Regions from separate parts of the Drosophila melanogaster genome. Here region 2 is linked to region 1. A link is a contact called in public Hi-C data. All regions are on one chromosome and are shown on one strand. Each heading gives the region's core, a stretch centred on a gene start, on an enhancer-like site or on the middle of the called end of the contact. The rest is flanking DNA. Distances are from core to core; before and after follow the strand shown. Region 1 overlaps SKIP (Shal K[+] channel interacting protein). Region 2 overlaps SKIP (Shal K[+] channel interacting protein).

What was found. A called contact is a pair of places that touch in the nucleus more often than the background predicts.
Region 2: a Hi-C map of the OSC cell line shows a contact between it and region 1, with 2.8 times the contacts expected there. The contact joins two enhancer-like sites. A contact is called at or near these places in 6 of 107 Hi-C or Micro-C datasets (the OSC cell line, the PNm cell line, central nervous system and 3 more).

What each region holds. Positions count from the first base shown.
Region 1 is chr3R:22,156,828-22,160,873 of dm6, forward strand. The region is part of intron 3 of SKIP (Shal K[+] channel interacting protein); the gene reads left to right. Among named protein-coding and RNA genes, the nearest start is that of SKIP, 25 kb to the left of the region's middle. Within about 2 kb of position 2,159, at least 17 of the 39 cell types and tissues checked have an H3K27ac peak or open chromatin away from gene starts, as enhancers often do. A contact at or near this core is called in embryo and larval brain, where this site is marked.
Region 2 is chr3R:22,257,857-22,261,902 of dm6, forward strand. The region is part of intron 4 of SKIP (Shal K[+] channel interacting protein); the gene reads left to right. Among named protein-coding and RNA genes, the nearest start is that of mir-1010, 33 kb to the right of the region's middle. Within about 2 kb of position 2,400, at least 18 of the 39 cell types and tissues checked have an H3K27ac peak or open chromatin away from gene starts, as enhancers often do. A contact at or near this core is called in embryo and larval brain, where this site is marked.

The sequences.
Region 1 (4,046 bases), core at 909-3,408:
ACCAGTTGGACGTCGTCCGGGAGTCACATTAGTCATCTTTGGCTAAACGCTATTTGGGTTTCGCATTTCAGACTTTTGTGGTGGATGGTGGATGCTGCGATTGCTGCCTTTCTTTTATTGGGTTTCTCGAGTAGGAGTCGATGGGTTGGCGTTCTTGGGTCCACTGATTAGCGTTTTGCATGCGAAATGCATAAATCACTTTGGAGGCGCGCAGAAAACGAGTGGAAAAATGGAAAAAATGGACAAAAACGAAGGATATTCCGACGGCTGCAATTGCCATTTGGTCTGCGGCAACGTCGTTGACATTTTTATTGCCTGAGAAAATAGAATTTTTTCTTTATTTACTCGCAGCTCTAGTTGCATTTTTTCTCCTTTTATTTGTATGCTAAAAACAAGATTCAGCTGCATAAATTTCGTTTTTATCGCAACTAAATGGCCGCAAATGCTCAGCGGTTGATATGCTGGGCTAAATAAAATATATTGTCAATAAATAATACAACGAAATCGAGGGTGGGCGAAAAATGGCAGTGGAAGGAAGTCCTTGGCAGTGGGCGTTGATCTCAATGGCTAAGTCATAAAAGCTGAATATGCAGCGCATGAATCATGGCCTATAATAAAATTAACTGATTGTTAAGGGGAAATAAAAAATTTAACTCAACAAGGACCATCAAACTTAAATGGAAGAGGATACATATATAGTTTTAAAAACTTAAGAGCCGTGATTACAAACGTTTTCTGAGAGATAAAAAAAAGAGGTATAGCTGCGATGCTGAATAGAATATTGCTCAAATCCCTTGCTGCAGATAAAGTGTGCTGGCCATTAAAAAAATAATTATGATAGTTATTTTCTAATTACTCGTTATTCCGCAATTACGTAGGCAATAATATAAATATTTAATGGCGGCCCGCCCTCAAGAGCATTCAGCGTTTTTACCACCATATCTTCTGACCCTCCTTTCCCGCTCCTAATATGCAGCATAAAGTCGTAACTTAATTTACTGCTGAGGAAGGAACAACTACTGCTGTGAACGGGAAAAGCGCTGGGCAAGGCTAAAAGTGTAATAAGGAAAAGTCTTTTACTAATTGAGGCCAAAGAAGCAGCGGCACAAATTATGAGCACGAAAAGAAAATAATAATTTTATTTTACAGCATTTTTTTTTTTGTGCTTTGTTTTTGCTGTTGCTATTTGCTCCTTAATAGCCGTCAAGATTCTGGGAAAGAAATAAAGCAAACGGCGCAAGGCACACAGAAGGGCCAAAGATGAACCCTTTTCTCAGGCTCCCCAAATGTGCGCAAGCGTTGAGCTGTGAAAAGGCACAACAGCAACGCCGCAGCAGCAGCAACACTGCAACAGCAACAAGAAGTGGCAGCAGCGCAGCAACAGCGACGCGAGGCAGCCAAGTGAAGTGGCGTGTGGCGTCATCAGGTTGCAGATGCTGCTGCTCCCTGGCTGCCTGCAAAAAATGCGTTCTACTTAATGTTGCATGCATTTATAGCAAATATTTCTCATGCCCCACGCCTTGGACGGCCCACAATTGCTAATGATGCAGGAGCAGTTCAGCAGAAGGAGCAACTCAAGGATCTGCACCAGAACAAAAATTGCGTAATAAAGCGAACGAAAGAGAATATCAGTCTTTTGTTAAAAATGATTGTTACCAAAAAAAGATGCATGCATCTTATTAAGTATCGAACTTCAAATAGTATATATTTTGAAATCGAATTTTGCAAGACAGATGTGTACTGAATGCATAAATGAAACCATTTTTTCTCTGAGTGTAACCTTCGCTGGGTGCCACATCGCATAGAGGTCCCATTCCCAGCTGCTGCCGCTCCTGCCAGTGCAACTTAGTTGGCGCTCTTGTCATTAAGCAGCGCAGCATTTACAGTTCTTGCCCGCTGGCTCCACTGAGCTTGGCTTACTGCTTTTCGATTTAACTGCTGATAGCTTTTGAAGTTAGAGTAAGTTACGTAGTGCACTTGGCGCACACTTATCTATCATTATCATCAGTAACACACACACACACACACACATACGCACATCGTGGCAACTTTTCTATTACGCTGCAAACTGCACTTATCGTCATCATCAGCAGCGGCAGCAGCAGCCGTAGAAGCAGCAGCATCTGCAACAGCAGGCACACCAGCAACATCTCTACTTCAAGTGCAGCAGCAGCAGCAAGTCGATGATGACGATGCATCCGAGGAAGGAAGCGAGGAAGCACTGGGCCGGGTAACGTCCACTCTAATCACTATATGCATCAGGCTTGATGGCATTAGTTGGACTGCTGGGAGCTGGAAACTGTGAGTTGGGAACTGGGAGCTGAAGCTGCCACCGCTGGATGGATGCCACTTGAGTTGTTGCCATCTCAGCTCTCAGCTGACGCCGACAATGATGACGATGAGTGCGGACTGTTTGGCAGCTGTTGATTCCCGCTCCCGCTGAGCTAAGGGGCAGTGCGTTTCGGCGATGTAAGTCCAGATTTGTTGGTTTGCAGATTGTTGATCAGTCAGAGGATCGAAATATGTAGCAAGTAACCGAACAATATTGATTATCCGCAAATGAACTTTATTATTTATATCTCAGCCAAATAGATAAACCAGAGCAATTTGGATGAGGAATTTACGGCAAAGAAAACAATAATAATACATCATTAATTTATACTATCAGCACTTAAACTGCACTGTTAATATTGAAGGTTTCTTTTTACAGAGTTGTTTACTTATAATTAGAGTGAGATATTTTTCCATCGCCCAGCTTCGTTGCCACAGTCTTTTAACGTTCGCGGAAAACTGTATCTAACCATCTCGTTTGCCCTATCTTTTTCTCACTCCCCAGCCTGCGGCCTAATTTTGTATAATTTTTTTCTGTTTTCTTTTTGTTGTATTATGAATTTGCTGGAAAATTGCAATTTTATGTGCAATTTCTTGTGGCCCTCTTCCTGCAATACGCCCTGCTCCTTTGCTCAGACCCGCTGGCTTACATTTATTAGAATAATTTAATTGCTTATTAAATCATCTTTGCCTTCATGACTCCTTTTTTCTCTCTTATTTTTTATTCGTTCTAGGTGAGTTTGTTGATCTACTGCGGGGCCTTTGGACTAATTAGTTTTGCTGTTGTTGCGGCGTTCGCTGATGCTGCTGCAGTTTGCTGCAACTGCAGCTGATATTACTGGTGCATTGGCCGGTGCAACTTTATTAACTGCTCGAGGTTTCAATCTGCGGCTGTCAAATTAAATGAAATTTACACTTTACCGTTAAATTGCCAGGTACGTTAGAAAATTGCCCAGCCAGGTTCATAAATTTTTACACGGAGCCTTTTGTGTACATTTTTAAGTTGATGCGGGCCAACAAAAAGGCGACTGCACGTACCCTCTCAGCATTTCCCCCACATTTTGCATTTTGCCCCACAGTAACAGCATCCGATTTTGACACAATTTTGCAGTTGAGCGGCATAAAAAATAAATATAGTTATAGAGCATGAAGGGTTTGGAGACCGGCGAATGGGATTCTCCCGCCTGCTATGTATTATGCATTTGGCATTTCGTCATCCATCCTTTATGCCACTGAAATTCCAGCTGCATGCCTCAATGCACTTTGCGCTGGAATATAGAAATTCCACTATTTGGTTTCTATTGCTCTGCTTGTTTGTTACCCCTTTCATGCAACTGGTTTTAGTGTGCATCGAAAAGGAGAGGTACAAAAAAATAATGCTTACAGCAAATATAAACATGCAAAAAAGTTGAACAAACTCTGCTTGCATTTTGTTTTTTTTCTTTCTGTTTTTTTTTTTTTTTGTCGAGTTTTAGCCTTCAGGGCGGAGGTTTGAGTCCGTTCGAAAAACAGAAATGAAGGAATACAACAAATAATGCAAGCGGGCCGATTTTTGTTGTTGCACATAGAAAGCATAATGCAGCGTTGAGAGTCGCCTGGGATTAGTCGTTTTGGGGGATACACTTTCACTTCACGAGCAAATTGATGAACTGAAAGTTTAATTTAGACTTTCGTGTTTGTTTTGGGTGAATCGTAAAATTTATGGGGTACTTTTA
Region 2 (4,046 bases), core at 1,150-3,649, 100 kb after region 1:
GAAAAATATGATATAAATGCCGCCCGCAGAAACCGCAAACCAAACAACAAATACCCGAAACAACACACTCCGAATAAAAATGTTCCAAAACTCTGAAACAAAAACGTAGAGCTCAAAATAAACGAGATTTAACCCGCTGCAATGCAAGGCAAATATTTTTGTCTAGCACGAATTGGATTTTGGTATTGGGATCGGGATTCGGATTGGGATTGCAAATGTACATTTTCCAGGCGGCGATTCTGATTTGCTTGTTTTTCATTTAACACGCAAATATTTTGTGGCATGCAAACGATTTTGTTTCATAATTTTAAGCAAATATGAGTTTCAGTGGCACGGGAAATTGACAAGAAACACAAGAAGAGTTAATTATAAAAGTGATATTTATTATTTATCGGCTACAGATAAAGCCAATTACGACTGGCAGATTTATGCGGCATATGATTGGAAAATACGAATTTATTGACCAATTTTTAATTGGAGATTTTGGGCTTAAAAGGAGATCTCGCAAGCTATCAATAGTGATTAAGAAAAGAAAAGAAAGCAGCATAGATAATAAGTCAGCCTTAAATTATCGGAGATATTCAATTTACTAATTTCCTCTTGTTTTCTTCTCGTTTTAGGTAAGTGTCTGAAGCCTGCATCATGTCCTGAAATTTCAATCGATGTTCCATCAATGTTTCCTTGCTCTCTTTTGTGCACATCATCCGTTCAGAGTTTGACATTCCTTCATTCAATCATTATTTCATTACCCGCATTCATTGTATCAGATTTTCATAATTTCCATCGTTTTTAATGTAGTTTAGAATTGTGTCCATTCCCACTAACAATCCTCACCGGAAACGTAAACTTTATGTATGTATGTGCTACGCTCTGTGTTTATTGTAAGTCTGTGTGATTGTCGTTACAAATTGTGGTAAATATTTAAACATTTTCATTATCATTTCGCAGACAAGCGCTGGAAATCTGTCAGAGATTTGCCAAACCGCCAAAAACAATTTGTGTGCCTAATTAAAAATTTAAATTACATCAAATAGAAGAAGGAAAGGCTGGTGGGACTCAACAATTTGTGCGTGTGACAAATTTGCTGGCGAACGAAGGCCGCGCCAAAGTTGCAGCCATTATGACATGCATTATGGTTAGAATTTTGGGTGAGGCAGTGGGGAGGGGTCTTATTCCGGAAGGACGTAGAAGGAGGGACGAGGCAATATGCCACATGCTGCTGCCACACTAATTTGTGCGTTGTGCCAACTTGGGTGCGAAAAACACAGAGAGCGACGCCGCCAAAAACTTTTGCCCAGTCGCAGGAAGGTCCTTGCCACGCCCATACCCATACCCATAGCCATGTCCACGCCCACATTCCTGCTCCGGCCGCCTCGTTGAGTGCAGAAATTAATTGCATTAGAAAAGTTGCCCCAAACTGGGGACGAGAAAGAGTCGGTGAGCTGCACATGTGCCCCATGTACCCCGGGTAGCAAGTTGCGCTTATTTAAGTTTAGAAATGCCTTGGCAAAGTTGCCACCTCCCTCGGCCGGTTCCTTCTGAAATTTTGCCGAACAAACGTTTGTCAGCAAACTTAATTTCTGAACTTTTGCGAAGGCAAATGGCAGCCAATCCCCAATTTTGCCCCAGCCCACAATTCGGTGCTTACAAAATGCTCGTCACCAACTTGAGCTGCGCTTTTTCAACGTCTTACCCAACGAGTTCCCAGTTCGAAGTGCCCCCTGTGCAGGCGAAGGATGTTTGTGCATATTTTAAAGGCGAAACTTGCCAGACGCACATTTTACATAAATGTTGCACTTAAATGCACATTTTGTCATAATGTTGCCCTGTCCCCTGTTCCCACCGTTGGGACCAGAAGTGCTTTCAAGGGGTTTCGATCCACTAGCAGAAAAAAAAAACTTGAAGTATAAACGAAAAATGAAAATAACTAAAAAGAACATGAAAATTCCCTGCCTTTAAGCTGCCTTGGAACTTGGAACTTGGCAACAAAATTAAGATACTTGTCTGGCCGGGCAAGTCTATAACAATTTTCAATAAATAACATTTTGTTTATTCTTGCCTGCAAAAATATTTCTCTCAAGGGTTAAAAGAAAACTTTGTAACTGGAGGGCGAGAGCACTTTGTGCAGTGAAATGGAAATGAAAACTGTTGCCAAATGAAGGTAATGCCAGGGGTTTTTTTTTTTTTTTTTTTTGTTCTTTATATCCTTTTCTGAGTGCGTATGTGTCTGCGTTTTCATGTGTCGCTTGTTAGTGCAATTGCGATTGCGATAGCTATTGCAATTGAAGAGAGAAACAAACGAGCCATTGCATCTGTCCCAGTTCTCCCTCCTTTGCCAAGTCACTTTGTATTGAAATTAGACACATTTCCGTTCAATGGAAAATGCCAACGGCTGCTGGCAACCCCTCATGCCTTTCCGTTTGTCACCCTCTTTTTGTTGAGCATTGATATGCTTGCAAGTACAGAGGTGGTCAGAATAATAGCAATAAAGGCTGAAACCACAAATATATTAAGTAATATAGTGTTGCAACAAATCCGGGCATTATTACATTTTATTAAGATTTGATTGCACTATCAAAAAAGTTTGATTTGTAGAGCGCTATTTTTGCGACCCCAACGGTTTGTGCAGTCTTATGCACTTGGCTGCAACTGCAAAGTATGCTATAGATTTTTGCTCGAGCGCCTCGCACATCCTGAGGTAACTGTAACGGCAACGGTAACGGGTGTGTAACGAGTGGGTGGTTGGGCGGCTAGCGGTGCGTGTTATGAATGCTGGGAGAGCGTCGAGAGCGGGAGGTGAGCGGCAGCTGTCTGTCTGTCTGGCGACACTCGTTGACATTGGGGGCGACAATGCGTCAAGGCGGGCCACCCATCCCCGCCCCTCTTTGGCTCACTAATTTGCATATTTATGCAATTATACGCTACCTTTTGTACCCAGCCAACGTTTTTGTACGTACATCAACCCTTTTTCGGGACCCGAACGCGAACCCAACCTCAACAGTTGGTCGCTGGCCGGGGAAAACAGTCGCTGGATAAAATACGGAGGCAGTTGGAGTGGAAGCGGCACAGGCACAGGCACAGCATGTCACTTGTCACGCCAAACACGAACACGTTAAATGTCAACAATGAAGTGACGCAGCACGGCAACAGGGGGTTAAGGCGAGGGGCGGTGGGTGCAGGGTGCTGGGTGTTGGGTGGTGCGCCAAGGGTGAAGGTGGGTGGCTGGCCCAGTAGTTGGGTGGATGAGCGGTCATTGTCCCCTTGCGCGCCTACCAACTGAGACAACATCCGCAGCGGTTCGGATTTCACTAGCACTGAGGAAAATAAAAATATAATAAAAAATATATTTTTTAGAGAATGAATGAATATACATAGATGGTAGATGGCATTGGCTGGGCTTGGCAAAGCTTGCAATGAAGTGGGATCATACATGCTATGAATAGCTACCATTTGAATCAGATTTTCTCCCAGTGCAGCACCCTTCAATCCCTTATCCCTAGCCGCCCCGCCAACGCCCCTTGTCTCCTGACATTTGACACTGTCACAGCGTTTAGTGATTTATTTGATGGTGACATGCGTCGCTGTTGTTACCGTTCTGTAAAACTGGAAATGGGAAAAGGGAAATACATATTTCGGAACGTAGCAAACATTTTTGCTTAATTTTTGTTATTTCTATTTGCTCTTTGGATCGGGTTAGATGGAAGATGGTGCGCCGCCGCTCCGCTTCTATTAAATGCAAATGAAGTTATGAAAATTGCTCAGCAGCCCTCAAACCGCAGCATTGTTGCCGCGTGCCAACCAAAAAAAGGGTCCGGGCGATATCTTCAGCAAATGATCTCAATCAAGGGGAGCGAGCATTATGAAAATTGCATAATTTCGCCATAAGGGTTGTGTGCACGTCGCACGACCTTACTATGGTCGTTTCTAAAAAACCCCGCCAATGGCACTTCAATTAGAGTAGCAAATAAAAACAAATATAAACAACATTTTGTGGCGGGTTCAAAGTCTGCACTCCAGCAACCGGAGAAGTAGCAAAGTAGCAAAGC